7 separate regions of the Mus musculus genome follow, and regions 1, 2, 3, 4, 6 and 7 are each linked to region 5. The links are chromatin contacts, called in public HiChIP or PLAC-seq and promoter capture Hi-C maps. All regions are on one chromosome and are shown on one strand. Each heading gives the region's core, a stretch centred on a gene start, on an enhancer-like site or on the middle of the called end of the contact. The rest is flanking DNA. Distances are from core to core; before and after follow the strand shown.

Region 1 (2,700 bases), core at 200-2,699, 1.5 Mb after region 5:
GTAGGGAGGGAAGATGAAGAAGAAATGGCTCCTTGGGGACCACCAAGGCTGGGTTTGTCCAGCGGTGTCAGTCAGAGGCCACTCTAAGGTTTGGCTCTGGGTAGCTGTCCCGCCTACTCCCCTAGACAGCCTTCAAGGGCCAAAGGCCACATTCCCATGCCACTCCTGCTGGAGGCCAGCCAGGTTCAACCACAACCTTTCACTGTGCTGCCAGCCCCAAGCCTGAAGTGCCTCAGGTTCAGTCTAAGGGGAATAATCAATAATAATAAAAATAATCCATTTTACTTTCCTGCAGGGAGGGCTCAAGGTCAATTCACTGAAAGAACTCATACTCGTAGCAGCGGACCCACAGAATCAAAGCTCCTTCTGGTCCCCATAGGCTCCTGTGGGCGCTTGATTAACAGAGATGGGAGCCCTCGCCACCACCTGCACCCAGGAACTGAATCATGAGTCTTTTGAAGATAACCTCACATCCGAGAAACAGGATGTAAATTGTCTGAAGATCTATTTATTCATTCATCAAATACAGGTGCATTAGAGTACCTGCCTTCTCCCAGGTGCTATGGCAGACACCCTCCTGGCAGGGTGACAGGACCATTATGAACAGCCAGTGAAAGGACAGCAGGGTTCTGGAGGAGACTGTCTGGCTCTGGCATGTATGTCCCTTAGTCCCCATGTCTTAGCCTCTGCTGGAGGTTGGATTAAGAACAGGCCTAGATGTTGAAGCTATGTGAGAAAAAAAAGCAGCCCAGGTCACCTGGCTGTCCTGGAGGCTGGGACAACATGGCCACCTACCCACTCATAGTCCTCTGTGGCCAGGCTAGCGAGATAGCAGCTCATGAGGAGAGCCGAGTTTGTAGATGGAAGCACTCTACAGTGCCTGTACTAGTGGCTGTTCTTGAAGGACCCAGCAGTCAAGATAACTTCTCCAGACCCCAGTCTTTCTTTAGGGAAGCATTTCCTCACTTGCCACGGCCAGAAGAAAAGGACCCACCACCCCATGCCCAGGGCTTCCATGCTGCCACGGCCATATGGCCAGGCACACTGTCCACCTTAGGGACAGAAAGATGGAGCATTCCAACTGGAAACCGAAATAAGGCCTCAGTCAAGACTCGCCTCCTGCTAAAACCAGGCAGGGCCAGTGCAAAGCAAATAAAACCAGGGTGAGGAGACAAGGGCATCTCTGGCATAAGGAGTCAGCATTTAGTCTAGGTCTAGCTGGAGGGGTCTGCGGGACTGGGGGAGCTCAGGGACGGTTTCCAGTCACTGTCTACGGGATCTCTAGGGGATCAGGTACTCCAGGGACTAAGCCCTGCCCTCCACAGTACCAGGGCCTATCAGACCTTGGGCAAATCAGTCCACTTGTCAGAGTCTGGTAACTGAGTGAATCATGGCAAGTAAGATATCGTGATGAGCGTCAGACCTCAGCAGCAGCAGTGAATCACATCGCCTTCCCGGAGCAGCCTCTTCTCCCTCCCACGTGATACAGGAAGAGAAGATGGGTGGCCCCTGGGGACTCTAACATCTGAGCAGTGAGACTCCTGCAGTGTGACAGTAGAGAGAGGAATCGTGGACACTGAGGACATAGGGTAAGCCTTCTGGCGCTGCCTCTAGCCTGCTAAGGACCTGAACAGCTCCTTCAGTTCACCCACAAAATACCTAGCCCATCAGCCTGGCCCATCCTCCTCTCCAGCTCCAGGGAAGAATCAGGCAGATCAACCTAGCAGCCATAGAGCAGGTTGCTATGCATATGTACCATGCATACATATATGCACACGTCTCTATATACATACAAATTCCTATATGTGTATGAGCATATATGTATGTAAGTATGGACTAAATACATATGAACACAGACTCATTACAACAAACTTACCCGTGCATACATAAGCACACATATATGGGAGGGGCTCATACCCTATGTCGAAGCAGCTCTCTTATGTAACTCACAATCACAGTTAGGACAACGATTCCATCATCACTGCTATTTATTAAACAGAGTCACCCCCAGGATTTTGTATGTTGACTCCCCAATCCTCTAGTGCCTGGAAATATGACTGTATTCTAAGTCAGGATCTATAAAGAGGTGATTACATTAAAATAATAGCATTAGGGTGGGGCCTTAATTCCATTTGACTGTCCTCCATGCAAACAGGGAAGAGGCCACATGAGGGTACAGCGTGACCATGGCCATCTAGAAGAGATTGACCATTGATGCCTTCATCACAGTCCTCCAGCCTCTAGGATTTTGGGCAGAGAGAGTTCTTGTGTTCAAGGACCCAGACTATTGTTATGGTAGACCCAGGAGACTTAAACAGTCAAGAAGCCACCAGGCTTAGTCATAGGCTCCTTGCTTGTCCTTGAGTTCCCAGGAGCCAATGCCCTGAACATAGCTCTGTTGGCCAAGGGCAAGCTCCTCTCTCAGTCCTCACTTTTGGCACAGGCTCACCCCACTCTCCTCTAGGTAGGCCAATTGCAGGCAGGCCATGGGGCTTGTAAGCACCAGGGCACTACAGACCTCTCTGTTCGGCAGCCTGAGATGTTGGCTTTGCCCTGGTCTGCATCCTGCACCTTTGGCTGCCTTAGCCTCTTACTGCAAGCTCCAGACCTGACCACAGCAAGTATGGCATGGCCCACTGAGAGCTCTCTATTGGCTTCTCAGACTTCTTCCAGGGGCAGACCAGAAAGAGGAGCAGGTAT
Region 2 (2,700 bases), core at 85-2,584, 1.6 Mb after region 5:
TCCCAAAGACAAGCCATCTGGGTCCCAAGCCTGTCCTTTAAAGCACACCTCTGAATTAGACCAAGGAACTTCTGGATGGCTATAATACTTCCTGAGAGACAAGTGCTCCACTGCTTTGGTTTGCAAAGGGATGTCCTTAAGTGCTATCCAACCATATCTCAGCTAATAGCATCATCCTGGGGGAGCTTGAGGTGAGAGAAAAGATTCCAGGTCTCTCATAATCTCTAGATAATCACTCACCTTCCATTTAACTATGATGAATGAATAATTGTGGGTCTCAGCTGCAGCAGCACTGGGTATCTTGCAGGCCTGTGTTAGGTCCTTCCTGTCTCTTCATGGGCAGGGGGCTGGAGTTCCTTAGGCCCAGGGAGTAAATGAGGCATTCTTAGCTCCTTGTCTTTCTCATGGATTGAGCCTAGAACCCCTCACTCCACCCCCACACAGGCTGAGAGAATGCCCATGAGTGTGGGAAGAATTTAATTGCTGGACAAGTCCAGATTTGCATCTTTGATCTGTAAACCTGGCAATGCTGGGCGATAGTGAGATGAGATTCGAGCACAGACGCACGTAGGGTTAAAATTCACCTTTGTGGCTTATACTAAGTGACCCTGGACAGGAGCTTCAAGCTCACACCTGCCCCATACCTTGGAATCTGAGTGTTCTTATCCAGAGAACTGGGGAGAGCAGTATCCAGTTCACAAGAGGACATTGAAGGGTGCTTAGACAGTGCATACAAACAGGCCAGCCCACACCTGGTGGCCACTCATCTCACTTTGGAGAACTAGCTGTGTACAGTGATGAAAGTTTTAGATTTCATGGGCTTTCTAGTTCTTGGCACAGTAGGCACTTTATGACTGTCCTAACCTTCACAACAGTCCTGAGAGGACAGCAGCATCACCATTAATAGCACCTTTTCATAGCCCAGGAAACCACGGCAGGAGAGACTATTAAGCCTGACTAAGGTCACCTAGTACATGGGAGAGCTGGGATTTAAGATCTTTGGGCATTGCTGTCTGTCCCAGCTATGCCACTAAATTACACTGAGTTTATTGCACCAGAGGAAATTCAAGAGACATGTTCTTGAATCCAATCAGAATTGTTTACCTAAGGTCTACTAAGGAAATAAGAGAAGTCTCAGTTCCACAGCAGTGTCCTCTGTGGGGTCCAGGGGAACAGCCCCACTCAGGCCTGCTGGGTGGGAAAGCTTTGCTGAGGCCTGGCAGGGTCAACCCTGCCCTGTCATGTCTTTCTCTGCAGCCTGCATGCCAGCCAAGGTGTCTGAACAATGATTAACCAGCAGCGGGCAGGCTGGTGCAGGCTGGGACGGAACAGGGGGTGAGCTCACCCTTACACAATGGCTGCCACACCCGCCTGCCTGGCTCCAGGGACTCAATAGAGCAGGGCCAGGAGGCTCCTAGAAGCTGGGCAATCAGTCCCAAGAGGGAGAAAAGACAGTCAGGCTAGGTACGACAACTCCAGTCTTTGCTATGCCAGCACCCCTCTGTAGCCTTTAGACATTCCTGCCAGGCCTCTTGTGCTGTGGTTTCAGCCTAGCTGGAGATGTCCCATAAACAACGTCATCTGACCACTTTCGACACTGCCTCAGCCACAGAGCATCAACCCCAAGACTGAATTGGAACAAGGAGGGGCTGCTGGGTCCCACTCTTCCAATTCAGAACTTTGGCAGGTAGCGAGCTGGACAGTTGACCCCTCTGTTCTCCACCCTCACCCCCAAGCCTTCCCCACGAGTCTCAGCTCAGGTCTGATCACAGGGAAACACAAGTGTGTGCATGTCCCAGGCATATGTACCCCACACCCAGTCCCTGAGGCCCCTTCCCTGGGAGCACTTCAACTCCTGGGGGCTGGACAGAGGTGGTGAACTCACAACTCATATGTGCCAAGTCTGCCTACAGCCTCCTGCCCTCTCCACACCTGCCCACTCCACCTCCCTGGAGGTTGGGCCTTTTCTTGTTTGTTGAACGAATCACTAAGGTCCTAAATGAACTGCACCCATTTCAGGACCAAGCTTCTGTGCTTTGGAAGCTAGGGAGTCTGGTGTTGGGGGTGGGGCTGTGAATGATAGTTTTCTGTGAAGGAGGAAGAGATGGGGATGCTACACAGGGGGCTGCGGGCTTCTTCCTGCTCCATAACCCTTCCTCAATAAGGAGTAAAAGGTACTTCCCACTGGCCTAATGCAGGGTCTAAGATGAGGTAAAAGATCGTATAGGCCTTCTGGGCATTTCCTCCGAGGTCTTCAAAGGCTACTCAACAATTAAAGAGAAGAAGGAAAACAGGCAAGTCAGTCTAAAAAGCTGCGGCGTGTTTTTGTCTCAGATTTATCAGCCCAGCCTTGGGAGCCCCAAGTTCTGGAAAATACTTGGAACACTGTTTGCTGTTTATTTTCCTGCAACCCAGACTTGAGGGACCCAACCTTCTTACTACCTCTCCTCAAAGGATACCCTCCCTCTTCACCTCTGCCTCCTGCATCCTCTTCCTCTTCCATTCAGTGCCTTACTGGGCTGTGCCCTGGGTTGGAGGGAATTGAACATGCCTGCTACCGTGTAAACTAGAAGCCTATGTGAGCCATGGTGGCATAAGTTCTTAAAGGCAACCTAGTCGAAACTTGAGTGTATTTGTTTATTTAATCACATGACCTGCACAGGAAGCTTATGAAGCAGATTACTTTATGACAGGCATTTT
Region 3 (2,711 bases), core at 139-2,638, 1.6 Mb after region 5:
GGGGAAGGCGGGCTAGCGGACGGCGGCTGGGGCGGGAGAGCACTTTCTGGGGTACCCTCGACCAAGCTCTTTGTCGGCCAAGCCGCTGATTAGAGAGACCGACCCCCACCAAAGGTGGATGGCTGCATCCTACCCAGAAGCTTTCCCCCACCAGTCGCCAGCTCCACGTTCGTCCCTCTTTCCCCGCGGCCCTACTGGGCGGGCCAAGGGACCCGCCTTCCCTACGCGCGGCTTCAGCACAAAGCCGAGTCGGGGGAGGGGAAGAGCCGTACCGGGGTCCACTCGCGGGGAGGGTCCCCCGCGCGGGCCATGCGGAGGAGGCCCTCCGGGGGCAGCACAACTTCAGCGACCCCAAAGTTGGGTTCTTAGGGTCTTCAGCGTTCTGAAGCCAACTTCCCGGAACCTCCCGCTGCCAGCTCGGCCCGGCTCACCTGGGGCAGCCAGAGAAAAACCGAAGGTCCCTGAGCCACCCTCTTGTGTCCCACAAACAGCCTTAATCCCGTCCCTCCCGCCACCCCGAACGTCAGCTTCCCCCTGTTCCCGCGCCGGCTCTGCTGTGCCCAAACTTGCCCCGGTGCAAAGGGCCGAGCGCCCGGACTCCGCGGCGCTGGGGGTGCAGCCTGCAGTCTGGTTTGAATTAGGGTCTATGGAAAAGGCGTTGTGGCCATGGCCACTGCATCCCTCCGGGACACTGGCGGAGGCCAGGCCGCTGAGATGGCCAGCAAGACAGCAACGGGAGAGAGCAACTCCAAGCGGCGCCTAAGGCCGGCGGAGCGCCTAAGGCCGGCGGACTCAGACCCATGTGGAGTCGTTTTACTTAATTGGGAGCGGGGAACCAATGGAGGTTCCACTCTGCAGGACGCCCGGACCACGAGCTGGGATAGCCTCCTGGCATCCACGGACCGTAGAGGAATTGGGACAGGAGTCCTCATTAAAGGGCTCACCATCCCAGGATCCGCCAGGCAGCGCGGGAAGAAGTCCCCGCTCCCCTCCCCCTCCACGTGCTGCCGCCTGCATGGCATCGGCGAGTGGCGAGTCCCGGCTTCCCGCCGCCTCCCAGCCCTGCCCCGGGCCACACTCACCGGGAGGGCAGGCTGCAGGCGCAGCGCCAGCGCGCAGAGCCAGAGCCAGAGCGCCGCGCGTCTCATGCTGCCCAGACCGGCGGCGGGAGCTCGGTGGGCTTCGTGGATCCGAGTTGCCGGTTGCACGGAGCTCCGGGCCGGCTCTGCTGATTGCTCTGCGCTTTGCTGTCCCAGGCTCCTGCCCAGCTCGCTGCTCTCTCGAGCGAGGGCTGTAGGTTTCGCCGGCTGGAGTCAGCTCCCGACTGCCAGGTCCCTTCCTCTGCGTTAGGCTCTGTCTCCTCTGGCCCGCACCTCTCCCGCGGAGCTCCGCCTTATAATAAACCCAAAGGCTCTGCAGTTGCAAAACTAGCCGCCCACCCCCAGCTCCGCGGGCCTGGGTAGTCCCAATCTCCACCCCTCGGGCCCCGCCCCCTGGGTTGCCCCGCCCCTTGGAGCGCCCCACCCCCCAGGGATCCAGCCACACCCCCTTCCACGCCTCCTAGGATCGAAGCCCACCCCACTCTTCAGCTCTTGCAGGTCTGAGTCCCACCTTCCTCCCCTGAGCACTGGTGAGTGCCGGCAATCTGTAATTCCCGCGTCGCACCTTCCTTGATGCGTAGCTGACGGAGACCCAGGTGCACTCGCTACTATGTCCTGGTCCGGAGTCCGGAGGCACTGCCCTGGAGAAGGGCGATTGTTAGTTCTCTACGTGCGAGGCTGCAGCGCCCTCTGGGCGAGGACACCCAGGGGTCCTCCAGGTGAGCAAGATTTTGGGGGCAACCTCGGAGCCCCACAGCGATGAGGCTATATATAAACCGAGGGATCGATGTATGGTTCCCACCTCCCCACGGGCTGAGGATAGGGGACCCCTGAGGTCTTGGTCCTTTACTTAATTGCTGGGAACTCCAGACCTTTAAAGACCTTTAAAGACATGAGCACTGTCTGGAAGAGCTGGCTTTGTTATTGTTTTTATTATTATTATTATTATTATTATTATTATTATTTTCTTTTTTGCTGTCTTTCTATTTATAGAAAGCCCCTTCTCTTCCTTGTCCAAGACCAAAGGAAAAAATAAATGGCCTCTTTGTTTCCAGGTGACCGCAGGCCTAACCAGCTGCGGAGCTCCAGTTGAATTCCTGTTCCTTCATGATTCTCTATGGGGCCTGGACCTCACAGTTTCCAACGTCCTTCAGACGTGTCAGTCCAAAAAGGAGCCCAGAGAGCCTACAGGCGAGGCAGATAGCAGCGAGAGCAAGGAGGAAGAACCAGCCCTGTCTTGCCCTCAATCTGTAGATGGTGCCAAAGGCCCTTTGCACCTGCAAGGCAGGGGCCATAGATGGCATCCATCCTTGTTCCTCAGCCCCACATCAGCTGGCCTGGACTGAGAAGCTAGATCTGAGGCTCAGCGTCTCGGGAAGTCCCCAGTGTAGACTCTACACTGTGGAACCAGCCTTCTGGGAATTCAACAGCCTCCTTTACACACACCACACCTCCAGCAGTAGCCCAACAACCAGCACCCAGTTGTGTTTGAACACTTTTGTCCTCAGGAAACTCTCCCTTTTGGCGTCTCAGCTGCCCTAGGTCTAACTATGGGCTACATACAGATCCTGCCCAGTTCTTGCCTAGATCCTTGAGGGTCTTGGTAAAGAA
Region 4 (2,700 bases), core at 144-2,643, 1.7 Mb after region 5:
TGTAAATCATTTATAAACAGCAGGATATCGGACTAGCAACAGAGGCTTATTATTAACCAATTAAAAATAATCCATCTTTGTATTTTTAACAGGATTCCTGGCCAGAATTCCCTAAACCATCCTCCATTCACCCGGTCACATGGTTAGGAGTCACGAATCTAAGCGGTGAACAAGCTTCAAACACGCCAAGGTAACTCCTTAAAACTGCTTTCGTGACACACTGTATCGTTTCCAGGCACTGCACCCTGCTAAGCATTTAAAAACATTTCTCCTGAAATCATCACAGAAAACCCCTTCCTCCAGATTTCTTTAAATCTGAAAAAAACTATCATAGCATGTCTTCTTTTGTACATAAAACGTCTGAATTCCATTCCCTTCCCCAAAAGTTCAGCTGTTACAGAATAAAAGGCTACGAGGAAAAAGAAGGGTTTCTAAAGCCGTATTCTTGGAAGAAGCACTAACTTTACACGTGTTCGGCCATAAACTCCGCACAGTTTATTTCCCCTCAAATTTGACCGTATTCACAAGCAAAACTAAGGTTCGAATATCTGAAGTCGCTGTTTTGGTCTTCGGCTTTCAAGTTCCTCGTTCTTCGGGTACCGAAGAGATGTTCCCCTAACAAAAAGCACCACGTTCCTTTCTAAGGCACCTGAACAGGTCGAACCCCAGTCCCGATTTTCTTTCACATTCACATCCGTTTGCCAAGGTTTTCCTGGACACTCGCAGGCCAGAGGACCACCCCGCACCCCAACCTAGCGACCCCCGCCCACCCACCCTCGCTCTCATAAACCCACTCCTTCCGCTTCACCCACTTCCACCTCGCACGTTTCTCTGGATTCACCGTGCTTCTTCCAGACTGTGGGCACCGAGGGGCTGGAGGCCGCCTGGCACCCACACGGATCTGGTCACTAAGGCCGGCAAAGGGCGCGGGGCGCGGGAAGGAAGCGGGAAAGCGGCGAGTGCGCCCCCTCCCCCGCCGGCGCACACCCCCTTCCGGCTCCCCTCCCCCGGCATTGTGCGAGCGGGGCCCAGGCCGCGGCCCGCCGCGATCCCCGCCCAGGCCCGACCCGTTCCCGCCCGAGGCCTGCTCCCGCGGAGGCCGCCACACAAAGCCCAGAGCCGGCCCCCGCGGCGCCCACGGACCCGACGAAGCGAGCGCGGGCTGACTTACAGGGCTGCTGCGGCCGCGCTGCCTCAGCCGGGGGACACCGACCGTTGGGCACCGGCGGCGACGCTCTCGGCCGTCCGTCCTCCCCCTCCGCCTCCGGTGGCGGCGACGTCTTCTTTCTCCTCCTCCTACCTCCCTCCCCCCCACCCCACCTCCTTCTTCTCCTCCCCCTCCTCCTCCGAACCACCGAAGTACCGAGGGTGAGGCACAGAGACTCACAACAACATGGCTGCCGCCGCCGCCTCCCCTCCCCTCCCTCCCCCGCCCACCGGCCGCGCGCAAAGCACTGCGGGAGAAAGGGGGGAGCACTCACCCAGCCGCGACGCCTCGCAGTGAAGTGCGTACTTCTCCCGCGCGCCGGGCGCAGGGGGCCGGCCGGGGCTCCGCGCGTGCGCACTGGCGCGGCGCTCTCCTCGCGGGTGAGGCCGCCATCGGGCGTGCACTTCCCGGCCTTTACCTTCTGGGATCAGGGCTGGCCTGCACGCCGGACCTCTGGCGCTCTGCTCCCGGGGCTGGTCACGCGCCTCGTGTGGTGCTGCAAACCCCCGACTTTCTGTGTGAGACTGAATTTATTCATCCACCGCTTCCTCCCGGATATCTCATTGTTCTCCCTAAACTGCCTGTGTGTAAGCACTGCTGCCCATGCACCCCAAAATTGAAGTCTCTTTCCCCCTACTTCCGGTATGCTGGCACCTACAGGAGTTGTAGACCTTAATACAGCCCTACCGCTCAACGTTTATCTCCCCTTTTCCACTCAAATGTTGGAGGTTTAGGGATAAAAAAAAAATGCACCTTGTTATCGTCTACAGTAGGCAAGTGTTACTGACTTCCTGCAATTGATGAGCCAGGGGTACTGGGTAAGCACAAAAGAAACTACCTTGGCTATGTATCAGACTGAATGTTTTCTTATTACCAGTTACAGAATTGTCTTGCCCTTCCTTGAAATCTGCAGGGAACAACAATGGCTCCAAAGATTTGGTCGCAGTCGTTGGGACCACTTTCTATCACACCTCTCTTGGAGAGTTTAGGCCCTCATGGGACAACTTCCTAATTAATGGCTTACCTCCTGGTTTTGACAATCCAGGGCCTTTTAATTAACTCAGTGTCTTCCCTAGGCATCTGTGAGCTCTACCAGGCTAAGGACTGTATGTGCTTTGTTCATGTGATGTATCCTAGTGCCTGTTAAACACAGCTCTTTGGGTTTTCATCATTATAAAGACAGACTGATTTAAAATTTATCTTGCCGGGCGTGGTGGCGCACGCCTTTAATCCCAGCACTTGGGAGTCAGAGGCAGTCGGATTTCTGAGTTCAAGGCCAGCCTGGTCTACAAAGTGAGTTCCAGGACAGCCAGGGCTATACAGAGAAACCCTGTCTCAAAAAACCAAAACCAAAATAAATAAATAAATAAATAAATAAAAATCTTACTGTTGTATCGCTTTGACAGAATACTAAATCAGGTCATTAATAAAGAAAATAAATTTACTTCCCAAGCGTCTGAAGACTAGGAAGTCCAATGCTAAAAGTAGTGGAA
Region 5 (2,700 bases), core at 174-2,673:
ATTGTCAGAGTTAAATATCTAAATGTTAACAAATGAACTTACAGATATTTCTTTTGGTCTAAGTACATCACGGAAAAGAAAAACAGGCCATTTAGAATGTCTGCCTTAGATTCAAGAGATTTCAGAAGAGACAAGCACCCTCCTGTGTCTGCCTTTAGATCTACCTGTGGCAAGTCACTTTGGCCACAGCCTTTCTACTTCGGTAGAATATTTACTGTACACCCAAGGAAATCACACACCTCAGCCTTCAAGTACTAGGAATGCACAACAGGAGATTAAAGCAAGGACTCTGAAGACAGACACGTCACTTAGCCTTCCTATGCCTCAGTTCCCTATCATGAAGTAGAGATATTATTGCTTGCTTTACAAGATCTGATAATAGCCAAAGATATTAAAAATGTCCTTAGCACATCCCCTGGCATGTATAAAACCTTCCATAAAGCTAAGCATTAAATTATTTTTATTCCTGTCCCTTTTCAGACACTTAATGGGATTCCAAGTTTAGGGATGATGCAGGGTGTCAGCAAGTGACACCCCCTCCTACTTCAGCAGGACAAAACAAAACAAAAAAAGAAAAAACAAACAAACAAACAAAACCAGGTAACGAGGGGAAAAAAACAGAAAGAAAAGTTTTAAGAAGGGTCTAATGAAAGTTTTTGGCTAGCTTTTCTCCTGTGGTGCTCACAGGCCTTGTGACACTGTAAGATTTGGCACACATTTCACTTCTGACAGGGGGAAAACAACTCAAAGATCAGCTGGTGACTGTCCTAGCCTAACAAAACCAAATGTCCAGACACTGGCTTATTTATGCACTTCTCCTTAGGACCTCCCAGGAATTCCTTCTCAGACCTGCCCCTCCTCCTAGCCGGGTCCAAGGCAGGCAGGAGCCTTTCCGGTTTGGTCATGGCCACCCTCAAGGTCACACCAGGTTTCAGAGGGCCCTCCCCGAGGGTGGCGAGCTCCATTCGACCCACACCTGTAGCAGTTCTTGGCAGAAAGCTCGCACTGAGCGCAGCGAGGCAAGGTCCAGCTCCTTAACGACCAGCTGGCCATCGGTGCCGTCGGGCCCGGCGCCCCCAGCCTGACAGAGCTCCTGCCTGAGCTGACCGGCCGCCTCCTCTGCTCGAGCGCGGTCCCGACATCCCATGATGACCCGCGCCCCCAGGCGGAGCAGCTCCGCCGCGGTGGCACGGCCCAGGCCGCTGTTTGCTCCGGTGATCAGCACTGTCTTCCCGTGCATGAGGCCCGGGTCCCCGCCTCCCTGCTGCCGCTGGTTTCTTGGCCCAGAGAACCGCCGGGCCGCCAGCCACAGCGCCCCGCCCAGTGCGGCCAGGAGCGCTGCGGCCACACTAGCCACTGCCATAACCTTCCGGGCCCGGTGCACTGGGCCTAGCGCACAGGTTCCGGAGTGCTATGGGGCCACCTACACGCGAAGGACTCTGGGGCGCCGCCTGCTGTCCTGGGCTACTGCGCGCGGGGCTTTCTGGGACTTGTAGTTTTGCTCCTAAGGCTGACTTGACTTAGCGTTCAGGAAGTACACATGAAAGCCCCAGCGGATTTATTTAGAAGTGGACAGTGTTAGAATTGGTTATATGCCTATAGACAAAATGACATTTCTTGGTAAAATTCTTGCCACACAAGGATAACAAAAGACACAGCCCCAGTTATCAGCAGTATTATTGATCAGACTCATTCCACCCTGAATATACCTTTTCTAGGTGATGCTGCATATAGAGATTCATTCATTTGACTAACACTAAAAGTGAGCAATGCTTTTTGAAAATTAATTAAGCTTCTTGTGAAACAACTTAAGTGTCAAAGTTCTAAACTTGTCTAAAGAGCCACCCATTACAACTTATAGATAGATGCAATGATATCCAACATCCTTAGCTTTAAAAAAGTAGAATGCTTGACTGTAGCTTGAAAGTTCAAAATTTTTTCCAAAAAGCAAAGAAAAACACCAAAGGAGCTAAGTTTTGTGGTCAAATTCTCAGAAATAACTAGTCACTCTAGCCATGCAAAACACATGCCGTTTGTAATACCAGACTGTTTATTTTTCCTCCCCATCCCTAGTTGCGTTTTTGAGCAATGCCATAAGGCACATGGGCCGTGATGGTACCAAATTTCTGTGCTGATTCAATGTGGAACATTTGGTCGTCGAAGAAGATGTGGGGCCGAATCTTCACTAAGATGGGACCTTTAGGGGCTCCAGCCAGGAAAAGAGCTTCATCTATCTCTAGACCCCATCGGCGAAGGGTCTTCAGCACACGGGCACCTGAACTCGCTGCACTACGAGCTGTAACCAGGTAGGTCCTGATGGGGCAAAGCAATCGTTCGTCTTTGGCATAGAATTTTTTCTGCAGTTTCCCTAAATCTTCCAGAAAGCTTTTAAGAGGACCCTGGAAAAGAGAACGTAAGTCTCAGCTGTGCAAGGGTGAGCAAAAGAGAAGTGATTACTGAAAACCAAACCAAACCAAACCAACCAGCCAACCAACCAACCAACCAACCAACCAACCAACCAACCAACCAACCAGGGTCTTATAAGACTTTAAAATCCACAGGTTGCTGACTGGCATGCAGTGATTCTGGGCTGACAGTACGATGCCAAACTCTCTACATTTATGTGAAGATATTTCCTGATACACAACCATCCCTTGCATGCCTGGAATAAATCTAGGATAACCACATCATTTTTCATCC
Region 6 (2,700 bases), core at 162-2,661, 1.5 Mb after region 5:
AGTGCATGCGCAGGCGCGCACACGCGCACACACGCACACGCATGCACACACGCACACACGCACACACACAGGCACACACGCACATATGCACACACACACACACGCACACATGCACACACACACACTCGCGCACATGCACGCACGCACACATGCACACACACGCACACACACACACACACACACACGCACGCGTACATACACACACTCGCGCACACACATGCGCGCGCACACACGCGCACACACACTAATACAAATATTAATATTTAATACAAATATTAAAGAAGAATAAGAAGAATCACAAGGAGATGGCTCAGTAGGTAAAGGCCCCTGTCACCAAGCCTGATGATCTGAACTTGAGCTCAATCCCTGAAGCGTACATGGTAGAAAGAAAGAACAGAGAAGTTGCCATCTGACCTCCACACATGAGATGTGGCATGCACATGTGTGTGTGTAAACACAGCCACATCCTCAATAAAAAATTAAATACATAAATAAATAAATGTTAAGAAATGAATTACATGAAATCTAGTGTCCCTGTGCTCTCTCTGTGGAACAACAAAGCCTGGAAGACAGGACATCTGCTTGCAACATGGCCTACTGAATATTCTAAGCCACTATTGAAGTCTGTCGCTTGGGGTCAGGAAAGGTTATTCTTAAAATCTGACAATAGACCCAGTCACCCAAGAACCCTGGCAGGCTTCTACTATAACATAGTTGCTTTTGTGTGTGCTAACACGACATGTACATCCCAAGGATTAAGGAGTGATGGCGACTCCCAAATCTTATGATGTAAGAAATAAACACATTTAATAAGGCTGTAGGTGCCATAAATAGCCATCCCTCTCACGGACCTAGGATTAGGAAGCTTGGTGGAAATGGTTCATAGAGTGTGAGATGCTGCAACCAAAATAAAATAAAAATCATGTTGAATGTCAAACTGCAACGTCGGGAAGGTCTGGGAAGAAGTTGACTCCAGCCTTACAGATGCTTCAGTGGCGGAAGTGGCTGCAGCTGCGGAGGAAAAGGGTGACAGCTAAAGTTAGAAGTGGCATCTAAGGCTGGGACTTGGTTACTGTGGTTTTGTCATAAAACTCAAATAGGGAGTTGCTTTTTACGCATGGCCATAAAAAGTGGTTTCTCGTGTGTGTGTGTGTGTGTGTGTGTGTGTGTGTGTGTGTGAGAGAGAGAGAGAGAGAGAGAGAGAGAGAGAGAGAGAGAGAGAGAGAGAAAGAGAGAGAGAGAGAGAGGAAGAGAGAGAGAGAAAGAGAGAGAGAGAATGGGCGTGTGCACGTGGGCATGGAGCCAATGGGTAGATAGTGACTTTCTCAATCACTCTCCCTATATCTTACATTTTTTAGTCTAGGGTCTCGCAGGTGAACCTGGAGCTCACCTCTTGGCTAGGCTGGCTGGCACCTAAACCACGGGGATCCACCTACCTCTTACACCCCAACAAGGGTTGCAGACACCGGATACCTCACCCAGCTTTTATATGGGTTCCAGGTACAAACTCAGGTCCTAATCCCTGTAATGCAAACATTTTACCAACTGAGCTGTCTCCCAGTTCAGCAGTAAAGCAGTCTTAATTAGGTTCTAGATGTTGTTTCTTTAGACGTAATGCTATTGCTCGCTTCACAGATTATAGTCTAACACAAACATAACCGGATGTGACTCATTTTACCTCCATGTTTGTCTAACTTTGGTTGTCTGGGATGAAACTTGCCATATCTCTGAGGTACGCATGCACGTGCATAATACGGGAGATATATGATATTGTCTATTTGTCTATAAAGGTCTGCAATTCTGTGACTGCTGGGCATGCTCCTGTAGCAGTAGGGCTAGAGCTATGGCTCTGTGGGTTAAGTGCTTACCGTGCAAGTATGAGGACATGAGTTCAAAGCCTCAGAACCCATGGAAAAGCTGGGAGACAGGCCTGTGAGATGGCATAGGGAGTAAAGGTGCTTGCCACCAAACCTGACAATCTGAGATCAGTCCCCAAGGACCACATGGTAGAAGGAGAGAACTGACTCTCACAAGTTGTCTCCCATATGCAGGTGCTCCCCCAATAAAGAAACAAAGGAACAAGTGTACCGATGTAAAGCGTCTGTACTATGCTACGACTGAGCACAGTTGCAGGAGTCTGCAGTCCCAGTACTGGAGAAGGGTTAAGTGGATACCAGGGGCTCACAGACTACCCAGTCTAGGAAGACCGACAGGAACGAAAGAAGGAAGGAGGGAGGAAGGGAGGGAGAGAGGGGGATGGAGGGAGAAAGGGAGGGAGGGAAGGAAACGAGGGAGGGAGAAAAGGAGGGAGGGAGGGAGGAAGACTGGAAAGAGAAAGGATTGGTGAGATAGAGAAGTGGGAGCAAGAGGGAGTGAATGGGCTGCCAGTATGATCAATGTTATATACTTTGAGTACATAAAAATATCATAGCAAAACCTATTATTTTATACAATTAATATGCAGCAAACTTTTTTAAAGACATAAGAAAAATGAGTTGAATGAAAAAGTAAACTCTTTTGTTTTGTTTTGTTTTGTTTCGAGACAGGGTTTCTCTGTATAGCGCTGGCTGTCCTGGAACTCAGAAAAAGTAGAGTCTTAACAGAGCTCAAACCTGTGAGCTATTTTTATGGAAATGTATTCAGAGGAACTGAAAACGAAATTATCAAAAAAATGCTTATTAGAAAGGCTCTCAAAACAGC
Region 7 (2,700 bases), core at 177-2,676, 1.5 Mb after region 5:
TGACAAGGCAGGGAGGGGGTGTAATGAGGAAAATCTGACCCACTGTAAATTCTGGCTAACGTCTAGACTCAAAACAGAGACCTCTGGCTACATCACCGAACGCCTCAACAAAAACTGCAGGAGGCACCCGAACTGGATTTCGCTTTCGATTCGGACAAAACGTCCGAACTGGCTGCATAACTGCGGGACAATAATTGTTTCGATGGGGGGGTGGGGCGGGATGAGGGTTGCGCACTTCCCGAACCCGAAATGACGATCCTATTCCCATCCCCTCCCAAATCCTGGGGAGCCCCATCTCGTAAAGCCTCAGTTCACAGTTAAAAGCACCCCGAAAAGTAGCGCCCCAACAACTTTCACGTCCCCGCCCCCTGCCCACCAGGCCCACTTGTCGCGCAGGCGCACTGGCCTGGTGGAGCGGCCCTGCCAGCCAGCCCTTACCATGTACCAGGTCCCCAGGATGATCGTCCCGGTGCGGACATGGCAACAGCCGCAGCACCGGGTGCTGTAGAACCGGTCGCTGCGGCTCCGTTTGAAAGTCATGGACACCATCCGGAACCTCGCGGGCCTCGTTCTCGCCCAGGCCCCTGACAAAAGCTTTCGGCCCAGCGGTTCAACCCAGACGACTCTACGACGGTGTCCACAGCCAAAGGACGCGTCTTCTGGCCCGCCCTCGGCCCGGGCCCTTGCCAACTCCTGTGCGCCTGCGCTCTGGGCGCCCGGCGCCGCTCTCGCGGGACGTCGGCTCGGAATCTCTCCCTCCGCCTTCTGCCACATACAGACCAACGAAGAGCGGAAGGCCGGGCTACCTGGCTTCTGATTGGAGAAGATGTGGAGATTGAAACAGATCACGCCCAATCAAAAGTTCAACTCTCTCCGGCGCTGTTTGACCGCGGTGCGCGTGGCTGGGCTCGCTGTCGGGGGCTGTAGGAATTGAGGGTAACTCGGTAATTCACCGTCTCCCAGACGAGCTCCGCAAGGAGGAGAAGGGTGAAACAAGACGGAGTTGGTGGCAGACAGCGGGCACGGAGATTTTTGGCGCTGTCTTTCGCCACGTTGTCTTTGTCACTGCGAGGCCCACGTGACGTATTCGTGCTCTATTGTTGGGCCTGTCGGGGCGTGCCTGCGGGAAGGGGCGTGGCTACCATTCTGGCGTGGCCCTCTAGGCTCAGACCAGAAAGGAGGGCTCGCAAGTAGGCTAAAGGATTGGATTTCTGTCCTTCCCCCATCTCTCTGAAGCCTACTTAGAGGGAGCCAATAAATACCACTGGACTCTGCCAAAGGCCAAGGGATTAAGGAAAATGACAGCATGATAAAGTGGAGAAACCGCTTAGCTGTTGAGTTTATACAGATAATAGTGATTTTTTTTTTCTTCTTGAAGAGAAAGATTGTGAAGGACATTGAAATAGGCCAGAAAAACAAGCAAAAAAAAAAAAAAAAAATAGAGAATGAGAGAGTGTGTCTTAAGTGAGAAACAAGCCACACTTTTCTGCATGCTCTGATGCCAGAGTGAGCCTCAACTTTCTGTGGGATGCTGGACATTTCTACAGCATGTTACACGAGACTCACTGACTCATACCTCTTCTCAGAGAAAGCCATTTGACATAAGTTGGGTGATTCAGTTATCATTTTTACTTCAACAATGGGTGCTTTATATTCACTCTATAGTTCCTTCTAACATCTTATGATCCTCATTAACTGAGTCAAGTTTTTGACTGAATTTATTTTGTATTTGTTTTAAGATTTGTGGCTATCAGCCGGGCTGTGGTGGCGCACGCCTTTAATCCCAGCACTTGGGAGGCAGAGGCAGGTGGATTTCTGAGTTCAAGGCCAGCCTGGGCTATGCAGAGAAACCCTGTCTCAAAAACAAACAAACAAACAAACAAGGCTTGTAGCTACCTTGAGAAGGAATGAAACTGTACCATAGTGTGCAGCTGTGGATAATAGGCATAATCAAATAAACACTGAATAATTTCAAAGAACCTCAAAAGTATTTTGGAAAGAGGAAGGGAAGAGATGTCAGGACAAAATCCATGCCTTTACCATAATTTAAGCCAGTAGACAATGCTAGAATTTTATTAATGAAAATATAGTATATATGAAGAGGTGGTAAGTGGGTAAAGTGCTTGCAAAGCAATCGTGAGGATTCATGGAAAACCAGACGCTGTGGCTTTACCTTTCTGTAAAACCCAGCTGTTACAGCCAGACAGATGTCTTGAGTGAGGAGACATCCCTGCAAGCTCTCTGGCCAGCTAGCCTAGTGTATGAGGAAGCAAATGAGGGGGATGCAGGATTTGTGGGTCTTTAAGGTTCCTAGAATATGTGTGTGAGTGAAAAAACGCTACATGTGTAGCAGTCGCTAGAGGAAGCCAGAAGCAGACATAAGATCCCCCTGGAGCTGAAATTGCAGGCTGCCTGATGTGGGTCCTGGGAACTGAACTCTAGGCATCTGAAAGAGCAGAAAACACTTGGTTTTTTAGAAGACTGTGTTTTATGTATATGAGTGTTTTGCCTACCATAATTGAAGCCAGTAGACAATGCTAGAAGTTTATTAATGAAAATATACTATATATGTCTGTTAAGAACATGGACTGGGCATAAGGAGATGGCTCAGTGGGTAAAGTGCCCACTGGAGGCCAGAAAAGGGTGTTGGATTCTCAGGAACTGTTGTTACGACTGGTTGTAAGCCTCCATGTTGGTACT

What was found. Promoter capture Hi-C pulls out the DNA fragments that hold promoters and counts their contacts. HiChIP or PLAC-seq counts read pairs in DNA pulled down with a chosen protein or histone mark.
Region 1: a FOXA1 HiChIP or PLAC-seq map of pancreatic cancer cells shows a contact between it and region 5. The contact joins the enhancer-like site here to the promoter of Rdh14 in region 5. A contact is called at or near these places in 4 of 39 promoter capture datasets (hippocampal neurons, liver and pre-B cells), 1 of 15 datasets of contacts at CTCF or cohesin (large pre-B cells), 3 of 115 datasets of contacts at active chromatin or transcription factors (astrocytes, large pre-B cells and pancreatic cancer cells) and 1 of 9 other capture datasets (adipose tissue).
Region 2: a contact with region 5 is called in an H3K27ac HiChIP or PLAC-seq map of extraembryonic endoderm stem cells, with 9 times the contacts expected there. The contact joins the enhancer-like site here to the promoter of Rdh14 in region 5. A contact is called at or near these places in 3 of 39 promoter capture datasets (hippocampal neurons, liver and pre-B cells) and 3 of 115 datasets of contacts at active chromatin or transcription factors (acute myeloid leukemia, astrocytes and extraembryonic endoderm stem cells).
Region 3: a promoter capture Hi-C map of pre-B cells shows a contact between it and region 5. The contact joins the promoter of Sdc1 here to the promoter of Rdh14 in region 5. A contact is called at or near these places in 8 of 39 promoter capture datasets (the 3T3-L1 cell line, the C10 cell line, cranial neural crest and 4 more), 3 of 484 Hi-C or Micro-C datasets (CD4 T cells, the G1E-ER4 cell line and Th1 cells), 3 of 115 datasets of contacts at active chromatin or transcription factors (large pre-B cells and stem cell-derived neural progenitor cells) and 1 of 9 other capture datasets (adipose tissue).
Region 4: a promoter capture Hi-C map of pre-B cells shows a contact between it and region 5. The contact joins the promoter of Pum2 here to the promoter of Rdh14 in region 5. A contact is called at or near these places in 6 of 39 promoter capture datasets (the C10 cell line, hematopoietic stem and progenitor cells, hippocampal neurons and 2 more), 1 of 484 Hi-C or Micro-C datasets (embryonic stem cells), 2 of 115 datasets of contacts at active chromatin or transcription factors (astrocytes and kidney) and 1 of 9 other capture datasets (liver).
Region 6: a promoter capture Hi-C map of pre-B cells shows a contact between it and region 5, with 5 times the contacts expected there. The contact joins the enhancer-like site here to the promoter of Rdh14 in region 5. A contact is called at or near these places in 2 of 39 promoter capture datasets (liver and pre-B cells) and 2 of 115 datasets of contacts at active chromatin or transcription factors (astrocytes and large pre-B cells).
Region 7: a contact with region 5 is called in a promoter capture Hi-C map of liver, with 5 times the contacts expected there. The contact joins the promoter of Laptm4a here to the promoter of Rdh14 in region 5. A contact is called at or near these places in 13 of 39 promoter capture datasets (the 3T3-L1 cell line, 3T3-L1-derived adipocytes, the C10 cell line and 7 more), 12 of 484 Hi-C or Micro-C datasets (B cells, CD4 T cells, CD8 T cells and 8 more), 7 of 115 datasets of contacts at active chromatin or transcription factors (astrocytes, epiblast stem cells, extraembryonic endoderm stem cells and 4 more) and 2 of 9 other capture datasets (embryonic stem cells and liver).

Annotation. Positions count from the first base shown.
Region 1 is chr12:8,874,515-8,877,214 of GRCm38.p6, reverse strand. 9930038B18Rik (a long non-coding RNA gene) reads left to right here. Exons shown (of 3, transcript XR_105447.5): 3 at 296-706. Among named protein-coding and RNA genes, the nearest start is that of Gm33483, 3.6 kb to the left of the region's middle. Within about 2 kb of position 1,449, at least 23 of the 459 cell types and tissues checked have an H3K27ac peak or open chromatin away from gene starts, as enhancers often do. A contact at or near this core is called in pancreatic cancer cells, where this site is marked.
Region 2 is chr12:8,810,390-8,813,089 of GRCm38.p6, reverse strand. No RefSeq gene overlaps it. Among named protein-coding and RNA genes, the nearest start is that of Gm33418, 20 kb to the left of the region's middle. Within about 2 kb of position 1,334, at least 75 of the 459 cell types and tissues checked have an H3K27ac peak or open chromatin away from gene starts, as enhancers often do. A contact at or near this core is called in extraembryonic endoderm stem cells and liver, where this site is marked.
Region 3 is chr12:8,770,073-8,772,783 of GRCm38.p6, reverse strand. Sdc1 (syndecan 1) reads right to left here and starts at 1,388. Exons shown (of 5, transcript NM_011519.2): 1 at 1,083-1,388. The coding sequence starts at 1,148. It overlaps Gm4755 (a long non-coding RNA gene), which reads left to right and starts at 1,513. Exons shown (of 3, transcript XR_381238.4): 1 at 1,513-1,819; 2 at 2,156-2,711.
Region 4 is chr12:8,672,952-8,675,651 of GRCm38.p6, reverse strand. Pum2 (pumilio RNA-binding family member 2) reads right to left here and starts at 1,393. Exons shown (of 21, transcript NM_001160220.1): 1 at 1,172-1,393.
Region 5 is chr12:10,389,503-10,392,202 of GRCm38.p6, reverse strand. It overlaps Rdh14 (retinol dehydrogenase 14 (all-trans and 9-cis)), which reads right to left and starts at 1,423. Exons shown (of 2, transcript NM_023697.2): 1 at 977-1,423. The coding sequence starts at 1,363. It overlaps Nt5c1b (5'-nucleotidase, cytosolic IB), which reads right to left. Exons shown (of 9, transcript NM_027588.3): 9 at 2,029-2,399. The coding sequence ends at 2,070.
Region 6 is chr12:8,841,257-8,843,956 of GRCm38.p6, reverse strand. No RefSeq gene overlaps it. Among named protein-coding and RNA genes, the nearest start is that of Gm33418, 11 kb to the right of the region's middle. Within about 2 kb of position 1,411, at least 37 of the 459 cell types and tissues checked have an H3K27ac peak or open chromatin away from gene starts, as enhancers often do. A contact at or near this core is called in pre-B cells, where this site is marked.
Region 7 is chr12:8,920,033-8,922,732 of GRCm38.p6, reverse strand. Laptm4a (lysosomal-associated protein transmembrane 4A) reads right to left here and starts at 1,426. Exons shown (of 7, transcript NM_008640.2): 1 at 439-1,426. The coding sequence starts at 774.